Regions from separate parts of the Mus musculus genome. Here all the other regions are linked to region 3. Evidence: chromatin contacts called from public HiCAR-type and promoter capture Hi-C data. All regions are on one chromosome and are shown on one strand. Each heading gives the region's core, a stretch centred on a gene start, on an enhancer-like site or on the middle of the called end of the contact. The rest is flanking DNA. Distances are from core to core; before and after follow the strand shown.

Region 1 (2,935 bases), core at 406-2,905, 2.3 Mb after region 3:
TTTGCTTAGAAACTCCTGCTATCCAATCTTACAAAAATAATACCCTGTATTTGCCCTTGTTTTTTTCCCTATTATTTTATTGTAAGTTCGTTTGTGCTACATTTAAATCTTTAATACATCGAGAATTAATTCATGCTATATTTTGACTTAGGAGCTGTTCCTATACTACTTTCTATTTACTGAACTATCTAGCTTTAAATATGTCCTACTACCATAACAGACCACTACAAGCACCTTAAGACAAATACAAACTTCCTGGGGATTTGTAAACTTCACTAACTGAGGTAGAATTCTGAACTTATCAAAAGTTTATCAAATACCATTTCTTGTTTTCTTGTTGAAAAGAAATCACACATTGGATATATACATTCAGAATACAAACATATACTGTGAAATGATTTATGACATAGTATCAGTCTAAAATAAACCACTGACCTCAAGTCAGAGGCCTGACTTTTTCAACCTCACTGATAAAGTCAGAGAGAAACATTACTTGAAATCTGTGTTATTTACTCAAGTCATGGGTATTTAAAGAGAACTGACAGACAGGTCCTAGGATACAATGGGAAACAAAATTCCCTGCTTTCATGAAGCTTACAATCTCTCTTCTATCCTCTCTCCTATAAAATGCTATTTTAAAGGAAATCTAAGTTCACACAAATTCAATACAATGGAAAGCGTTTCGAAAAGTTGATAACACATTATACTTTCATTTCCAATGTACTACTTTACCCCAAATACGACTGTTTATCTTAGTGACTATCTCCTCATTCGAACGTTGAAAACACTGCTGGAATTAACATTCATCCCATTAACTTGACTCTTTTTTTCTATCATAGCCACTTTCGCCAAAATAAAAACTTCAATACGAATGTGTGTGTGTGTGTGTGTGTGTGTGTGTCAAAAGATGTTTACTTTCTTTAAACTTCATGCCCATTAAGAATAATTCAAAGAATCCCACAGACTTTGCAAATGGCTTGGAGAACAACTCGGGTGACCCATCAACAACAGGTAAAGAAGGGCAGCTCAAGAGTGACAGTCACCTTAAACTTGAGAACCCAAGAGCAGAGAGGCTGCCCTATTCCCACGGAAACCTTGGGGGAGGCGAGGACCCAACCCGTGGCCACGCCCCCACCTCGATCCCCAGCCCCGGGCCTCCGCCACCTAAACCGCGGAGTCGGGGAACAAAGCGCCGCGGAGGGAGTGAGGTCAGGACTCTGTCCCTGCAGGGTGACCTTGGCCATGTGTCCTCAGTTTCCTCATCCAGAAAGTGAGGCCAAGCCTCCATGGCCGCTGCCGCCTCCACCCGGGCTGTAGACTCAGCACCCTCGACCCACGGCTACAGGGAAACTCCAGCCCTCCGCCTCCCCACGCGGATCCCCGCCGCCACCCACGCCGCCCCGTCGGCGCCCACACGGGCTACCTGCGATCTGGGAGACGAACGCTTCCGCCACCAGAGACATGTCGGCTGCGAGGTCCTGCGCGCGCGCCTGAGCTCCGCGGCGCTCGGCGCCCTCCCGCGCGACCTCGGCGGCCTTCCCCCGGCAGCTGACGAGCTTCGCTGGGCCAACGCTAAGACGAGCAGAGCTCACCTCGGCAGCGGTGGCTCGGCCCGCAAGGTTACCGCCAGGCCGACCAAGCACTTCCGGCGTCGCTGACAACGCGCGCCGGCACTTCCGGCTGCTCCGCCCCGCGCGCTCCGGACCTGCGAGAGCCCTAAGAGAGCAGGCTCTCTGGCTAGAGTCTTTTGGATTTGATTGCAACCTTTCAGCAGTTCAACAAGACAGAAACAGCTTCAAGAGGTTCAAGTGCCTGGTCTGGTTCTACTGGAGCCCAGAAACTCAGGAATTCTCTCAATTCCACTAACTGTAGGATTCGGGGTCCATAGACTGATATTAGTGTTGGTTATTTGTTCAAATGCGCTAGCCAGAAGGAGGCTTACACAGCTTGTGAGCTGAGACATAATTTAATCTTTCAACTCCAAGCACCCAAAATGAAGCTTGGAGAATAAAGCACTTCAATTACTTGTTTCTGAGTGTAGAAGGAACAAGAGTAAAAGGAAGGGCGCTAGATCCCTTGAATCTTTCCTCTTAGTCTAATCTTTTTTTTTTTTAACTATAGGTTACAATTGACCAAAAATCATAAATATTACAGAATTAGAAAATTAGAAGCATAAAGTTACACTTGATTTCAGAAATCATTTGGTGAGCCAAAGCCCCCTTTCGCTGATGAGAACATGGCTCGGAGAGGTGAGACGATGTTGTTGTGTGTGTGTGTCAGTGTATAGACCCAAGACAACTTTTGGTACTTAGTTCTCTCCAACCATGTGGGTTCCAGGGATCCAACTCAAGTCTTCAGGCTCGGTAGCATAGCCCATACACACACATGCATCAGCTTGTACAGTGGTCAGTGTCTCAGTACCTCTTCAGTTGCTCTCCATCCTCTATTTTGAGATAGGGTCTCTCACTGAGAATCTGGAGCACAAGGATTAGGCTGGCCAACAACACTCGGAACTTGGTCTGTCCCTGCCCACCTCCCACCCAACCCTAGAGTAAACTACTGTACCTGGCCTGCCTCTGCCTCCCGAGTGCTGGGATTAAAGGTGTGCACCACCACGCCTGGCGATTTTGTTTCTTGTCCACAGATCTCTGACCCTCCATTACAGTTTATTGTCTAAATTTCTGTTCATATACTTAAGTAGTATATTGCTTTCTTAGAGGTGCGGGACAGATTATCACACACTGGGTGTTTAAAACAACGGATGCATTTACTCTCTGGTTCTGGAAGCTAGAAGTCTGAGGTTAAAGTGTTGGCAAGACGATGCTTGCTCTCAAGGACATAGAAATAAATGTCCTTCCTCCATCTGCCCAGCTTCTAGGATTTCCAGGGTTCCTGGGCATTCCATGGCTTTAGACAAGTCATTTCCACCTTTGCT
Region 2 (3,162 bases), core at 150-2,649, 2.3 Mb before region 3:
CTTAATGAAGAGTTAGAAGAGGAACTGGAAAGAGAAAGGAGGCCAACCATTCCTCCTCCTCCTCTGTCACTTTTCTTGGGCTAGAAGGACGGAGGATCATCCATCTGAAAGATTCCTCCTTCAGATGGAGAAAATAAAGACTCCTTATTTAAGAATAGATAAGGCTATTCCACAATAGACTTTGCTTGACTCAAAACACAGAGTCCCCAGAAAGGGAAACAGCACATTGAATAGAGTTTTATTGCAGCTTCTCTTTGAGCTTCTTCTGACCAAGGCCCCAGAGATTGAGCACTAGGGGCTCAAGGAAGGCTGTGATTGAATTATGGTCTGTGTCAGAGATGAAATTCCCACCTCTGGTGCGGGGTTGTTTAATCTTAGCATTCCCTAGATGAGCTAGCTGAGGTCATTCATTACTCCAGGAGCATCTGAAAACCAACGGAGCCAAGGTCTGCTGGCAAAAACTAGCTTTAGACACAAAATTCTAGGGTTTAGAGTTGAAGACTCTTAGTGAAGTCTCTGGGGTAGGAGCAGGTGACCGTTAGGTTTACATTTGGAGTGTTCAAGTGTAGGGTATGGAAGCTGACTTGCAAAGGATTCTAGAAGATGCTCTAGTCAGGAAGGTTGAGTCAAGGCTGTGTTTCCAGATGAGGTCGTTTTTATATGAAATAAATGTTTGCCTAGAGAGGTGATGGAGATTAGAAGCCAGCCACCCTTTGGTGGCAATAAGCAAAGCCTCTGCTAAGAGGTAGAAGCTAAGAGATGGGCCTCTCCAGAGAGAACAAAGTCAAACTGCACCACCGGAGACCATTGTCAAGGGAAGGACCCTTCAGTGCACCTCAGTATCTGGGATTGTGAGTGGTTCACCTCTGTCTACCTCTCTGCGCTAAAGCAGTCTTCAGGCTAGGACATAGACTCAGTGATCTTTCTTTACCTTTCCAGCTCGCCTCCCGCAACCCCCCCCCCCCCCACATGTCCTCTGTCTTCTGCTGCCACAAAGGGTTAATCTCTCCTGCGGGTAAAAACAGGTCCGCGGAGTCTCTAACTGGCGACAGATGGGCCACTTTCTTCTGGCCACAAAGGGGCCGGAATGGAGCGCTCCGCGGCATACAAATAGGCAGGTCACGTGGTTCCCGGCTCTTGGCTGGACCGGGAAGACCATATGGCGCATGCCGGGGAGGAAGGAGCAGGGGCGGAGGTACTGTGGGGGTGAGGGGAGTGGTGGTGGAAGGGGGCGGGAGGAAAGTTCTGGGGAGGGGTGAATGAGGGCGGGAGTCGTTCAGTCTGGACGCGTGCGCGATTGCGGGGCGCAGGGACCTGCTCGTTGCTCAGCTCACGGCCCCGCCCGCGCTCAGCATCAGCAACTCGGCTATATAACCCTAGCGCCCGCGCCACCGGGACACGAGGAATTCGCCCACGCAGAAGGCAAGGTGTCCCGAGGCTCCAGGGTTATGAGATCGTCACTATTCAGAACCTTTTAACAACAGGTAATTATGATTCCTATTTTTTACTCTCCCGAGAATAAAAGCAATAATTGAAGAGCTGTACCTTGGTACTTTGCATGCGCACATTTGTGGAGTCGGTTGTCCCTATATTTGAGATCAGTGTCCCTCCTCGTAATTGCCCACAAGTACTCGCACGTAATGAGTCCCAGCACTCAAGTACCCCCTGCAGGCTTTCTAATTACATTTAATTTTTAATAGTATAGAAGCTTTTAGAATGTTTGGGGAGGGGAGTAACTGTAATTATTTGTAAGCGGTTATTTGAAAGTCCCCAAAGCAAACAACCACTTCCAGTTCTCACTTATTCAGGGGAGAAAAGGAGAGAAAGAGAAAAACAAAACAAAACAAAACAAACAAACAAAAACACCTGCTGCCCATAGTTTTATTTGGTGTACAGATATTTAGGCTCATCGTGCATATGAAACTATCTATTTCAGGAGAATGTAGTACTGGAAAACCGATTGGACTCTGAAATAGCTTAGCTGAAATGTAGGGAGAGGGGGAGAAAAGGAAGGAAATTTTCCTGCTACCTGTTACTGTCCCAGAGGCGGCCAAGTCCCCATGCTGGGGCCAGACATTCAGTTGTTTTACTAAAGGCTTTTTACAGTTCTTATGAGAAGCAGCACCTTCACCATTGCCAGTCGCTGACCATTGTAATTACTCCATCTTTTAAAGGGAGGTTTGAGGCGAACTTTGAAAAGCCCCAATAAAGAGCGGGCGGCCCTTTCAATGGGCTGTTTATTAGAGAGGAGCCTTTTGCACCTGATCCCCAGCGCGTGGGAGAGCCTCGCCTGGGAGCCAGAGCTTTTGTACAAGGTGGGAATTTAGCGGGGGCGTGGGGGGGGGGTGGTGAGGCAAAGAAAGAAAGGCAAGAGAGGGATGGAAGACTTGTGCCCACTTCTGTGGCCAAATGTGTTGTCGATAGGAAAATAATTTGATGGAAACTACCTTTCCTCCTCTGTGCATTGGCTCTCCCTTCCATATAATCTTCTTTAAAAATTGGGGTCAGTGCTAGGAAATTACGTAATGGCTTTTCAATTTATTTAAACCTCTAAGTAGTGCGAAGCCAGAGCAGAGATGAGTTCAGAGTATTCCATTTCCAAACTCATCGTTTTTGTGAGTTGGGAGTGACTTGGGACACAGTCAGAAAACCATGCACTCTGTACGCATTTCCACACAGGGCACCTGGCCAGATAATTGCCCTGCACACAGTTGAGCTGATCACTAGGAAAGGCACCCATAGCCACTCATGACAGGCCTAGTGGTACCTACTACGCAGCACCGAGGTACAGACACGCCAGCATGAAGCACTGCGTTTAACTTTTCCTGGAGGCATCCATTTTGCAGTGGACTCCTGTGTATTTCTATTTGTGTGCATTTCTGTAGGATTAGGGAGAGGGAGCTGAAGGCTTATCCAGCTTTTAAATATAGCGGGTGGATTTCCCCCCCTTTCTTCTTCTGCTTGCCTCTCTCCCTGTTCAATACAGGAAGTGGAAACATGACCAAATCATACAGCGAGAGCGGGCTGATGGGCGAGCCTCAGCCCCAAGGTCCCCCAAGCTGGACAGATGAGTGTCTCAGTTCTCAGGACGAGGAACACGAGGCAGACAAGAAAGAGGACGAGCTTGAAGCCATGAATGCAGAGGAGGACTCTCTGAGAAAC
Region 3 (3,330 bases), core at 576-3,075:
CTTTGTGAATGGAGCAGCTGATTTAGCCTGCGCTCTTTGCAGCTTGCTGCCCCAAATTCCTTTCTACTCGTGAGGGCCTTTATGCAACTTGTGAGCCGTGCAGCCCGGGGTTAGCTTAGGGTGAAAATGTGCTGTTTGTATGCAGGTTGATGTTTGCCGTTCTGGTTGGCAAGATGGATAAGGACTTAAGCAATACCTGCTGTGCATTTAGTTTAAGCCATGGGCATTCTGAATCTCTCTCATTAGGGCTGAAAGCTGGTTGTAGTTGAATTGCTTTGGTTTACCCAGCCCGGTTACATACTGGCTCAGTGGAAGAAACTATCTTTAATGTCCAGAAGTGGTTATTTCTCCGAGAACTCCTCCGCCCCGCCCCAAACTGAAACCACTCAGAACAGGTTCTACACTGTCCAGGATCTTGGCGCCTGCTGACCAGAGCTAGCTCACTCCGGCTGCTGCCGTCGCGGTGTTAGGTGAAGTCTGTTCAATCTAGGAGCAGGGATCTTGGTGTGTTTCCCATCTCATCAGAGAGGCAGGCAGATGCTGAAAAGCAGAAGCGCCGGTCCAAGGGTGTACAGTATGCAGAGCAGCCAGGGAAAGAAGAGCAATTGCTGACACCCACGTACGTGTGCGTGTGCACGCATTCGCCCACATTTCAACTCAACAATGTTTTCATAAGCCTTAGCATAAGAAATCAGTGGCACTGCTTACGCAGCCCCCGCCTTGTCGGCCCAGGGTCTAACGTGCTTTTACTCAGAGCTAAGGGGGGCTACACAGGGAGTGGGTTCCTTTGGCTCCGTTTATGGCTCCGTCCTCGGGTTTATCTTTCATCCCAGGGCTCTCCAGTGGTTTCATCAGATTTGGAGTTAGTGTCTCTGATGTGTTTGCCTCTGACCTCTGACCTAAACTTCAGTGGTGTTATTTTCAGCTGTTCTTTGACAGGGCTCCAACAGCTGCTGCTTAATACCACAGACAACTTCTGACAGAGGCAGAGCTTCTAGCAATAGGATTAATCTGTGAGCCTCACTCTGATTTGAAGCTAGTTGAAAATTTTTTTTTCTCCAGGTAGAAATGGGGATTTACAAAGAAAGAGAGGTGGGGGGCGGGGGGAGCCAGAACAGTCTAGGAGGCTAAACAAAGCAGAGCCAAAAACAAACAAAAAAGAAACAAAATGTTCACTACAAAGAAAACACATTTCTTAGAGTTAACAAGAAGCATGGAAGTGCTGAGCTTTCTCACAGCTGTTTGCTGGCTGAATTGGAAAATACTGTTCAGAAAACAGTCACAGAGAAATCCCAGGAAGATGTGTAGTTCTTGATAAATCCTGGGTGAGTTGTTTTAAAAATACTTAACTCCTCAAATAAATACCAGAAAGAGAGACAGAGAGAGACAGAGAGAGAGAGAGAGAGAGAGAGAGAGAGAGAGAGAGTCATTTTTAGTAGTTTTCTTTGCACGAAGAAGACTTGAAAAGACTGATATCCAGGTCAGTGACTTTCTGGTTGCAAAGTCCATAGCTACAACTGTTTAGTTTCGATGGCAAAACTAATTTGGGTTGTCAGGATGTAGTTTTTTTTTGTTTTTTTTTTTTCCATTAGCTATCAGACATCAGCTGATAGGCAAAGAGCTCAAAGCTGTCCCTCGAGTTTCAGATAATGGTTCAAATAACTGGCACTTTCTGTTACCATACTAGGGGGGTGGTGCTCTGTCTCTGTGTCTCTCTCTCCATCTCCCTCCCTCCCCCCCCCCCCCCCCCCGCGAGTGTAACTCTCTCTCCCCTTTCCCCCTCCCTCTCGATAAGCTCAATGGGGCTGTCTATTTTTAACTTCCTGTTCTTTCCTTTTGGCCGGGCAATCAGTGTGAACAGAGGCGCGTTCCCTGAAAGAGTCCCGGTAGCCTCGTGGAAGCCTTCTGACATGACCAGCAGACAGCATCACTACCAAGGCTGCTCGGGGTTTAAGCCCTGCTTCTAAAGTGCCATGTCCTGCAAAGAAAGTCCCCATGTGGGTGCTTCCACCACCACTGTCAGCTCTGTAGCCGTGCACGCTGGGGACTCCAAGATCGTGATCGCCGTTGTCAAGGTAAACTCACAGCTTGCTTTCCTCTGTGTGGCTGGGGGGCTCTTGGCGGAATGGCTGAGAGCACGGGAGGATAATGCAGAGCAGATGACAAATAACAAGTGATCTTCGCCACTTAAATCCGTGACAGAGGACTGCTAAGTTCCAACAAGTTGGCAGCTGCTTTTCAGGGTAAAACGCCTCTAGAGCGCCTTCCAACAAACTTTACTGTGTACTTTCAGTTTGGTCCTTACAGGCGAGGCGCATGTGATGAAGGTTGAGGAATTCCAGGAGAGTTGGGTGGCCAGGACAGTGCCTGAGATTTCTGAGTGGCTGTGATGGAGAATGGGGAGGCAGGTCAGAGTGGGGCACTGTCCTGAGCTTGAGAGAACTGGATGCACCAGAAGCCTCCCAGAACCGGTTTTCACTGGTAAAGGCAACGCTAAATACTTCTCCCACTGTAGGGGGATGGAGACTGCCACAGACTACTTATTAAACTGCCTCTCCCTCTTGAGAAAAGGAAAGTGCAGTGACTCGGGCCTTAACTGTGTGTTTTATGTCTAATTGTTTTATGTCTAATTGTGCAAAGATGGCCACACATTATTTTGGGTTGTACGAGGCTCCCATGATTTTTTTTTTTTCCTCTGACTGAAATCATCATGAAAGATCCTCTGGACTATAAGCTTGCTCTTTAGACACTATGCCACCCAAATAATTCAGGTTTAATGAAAGCAAACCTGGTAAAACAAAACGACAAACAAACAAATACCTGGCTACAAGGCCTATTGGATTTACATGCTGCAAAATTGTATAGTAGCATGAAGCTGTGTAGGAGAAAAGCCGAGCTTGACATTGAGCAAAGCAATTCTCTGAAGAGGCATGGAATGCAGGGTCCTGCTCAAGGCCTTAGCTGGGTGGGGGTGGGGGTGGGGGGTTCTCAGTACTGGGAGACTTCTGCACAACAAATAGGACTTCAGCTCCACTCCCCATCCTGTCCTCAGCAGAGGTGTGAGTGGGAATGACAAGGACCATGGCTTCCCCAGTGCAATCAGGTCACTTGCACACGATTTAAAGACGCTTTGGGCAACATGTAGATTCCAGCAGGGATGGAAGAGAAGCAAATCTAGGACTTTTTTGTTTTTTAGTAAACATTACTTTTTCTCAAACTTAAAACATTCATAGAGTAGACGGAGTCACAATACTTAAACAACAACCTATGAGATAGTCAGAGGTACAACGAACATACAAACTTTAACAACAATATAGAAAAGTCTTTTAA

The links. Promoter capture Hi-C pulls out the DNA fragments that hold promoters and counts their contacts. HiCAR-type assays count read pairs that join an accessible place to other places.
Region 1: a promoter capture Hi-C map of liver shows a contact between it and region 3, with 4 times the contacts expected there. The contact joins the promoter of Mtx2 here to the promoter of Ccdc141 in region 3. A contact is called at or near these places in 2 of 39 promoter capture datasets (liver and pre-B cells).
Region 2: a contact with region 3 is called in a HiCAR-type map of astrocytes, with 2.8 times the contacts expected there. The contact joins the promoter of Neurod1 here to the promoter of Ccdc141 in region 3. A contact is called at or near these places in 1 of 39 promoter capture datasets (embryonic stem cells) and 1 of 115 datasets of contacts at active chromatin or transcription factors (astrocytes).

What each region holds. Positions count from the first base shown.
Region 1 is chr2:74,824,532-74,827,466 of GRCm38.p6, reverse strand. It overlaps Mtx2 (metaxin 2), which reads right to left and starts at 1,655. Exons shown (of 10, transcript NM_016804.4): 1 at 1,424-1,655. The coding sequence starts at 1,463.
Region 2 is chr2:79,454,873-79,458,034 of GRCm38.p6, reverse strand. Neurod1 (neurogenic differentiation 1) reads left to right here and starts at 1,399. Exons shown (of 2, transcript NM_010894.3): 1 at 1,399-1,484; 2 at 2,987-3,162. The coding sequence starts at 2,998.
Region 3 is chr2:77,169,130-77,172,459 of GRCm38.p6, reverse strand. It overlaps Ccdc141 (coiled-coil domain containing 141), which reads left to right and starts at 1,825. Exons shown (of 24, transcript NM_001025576.3): 1 at 1,825-2,075. The coding sequence starts at 1,974.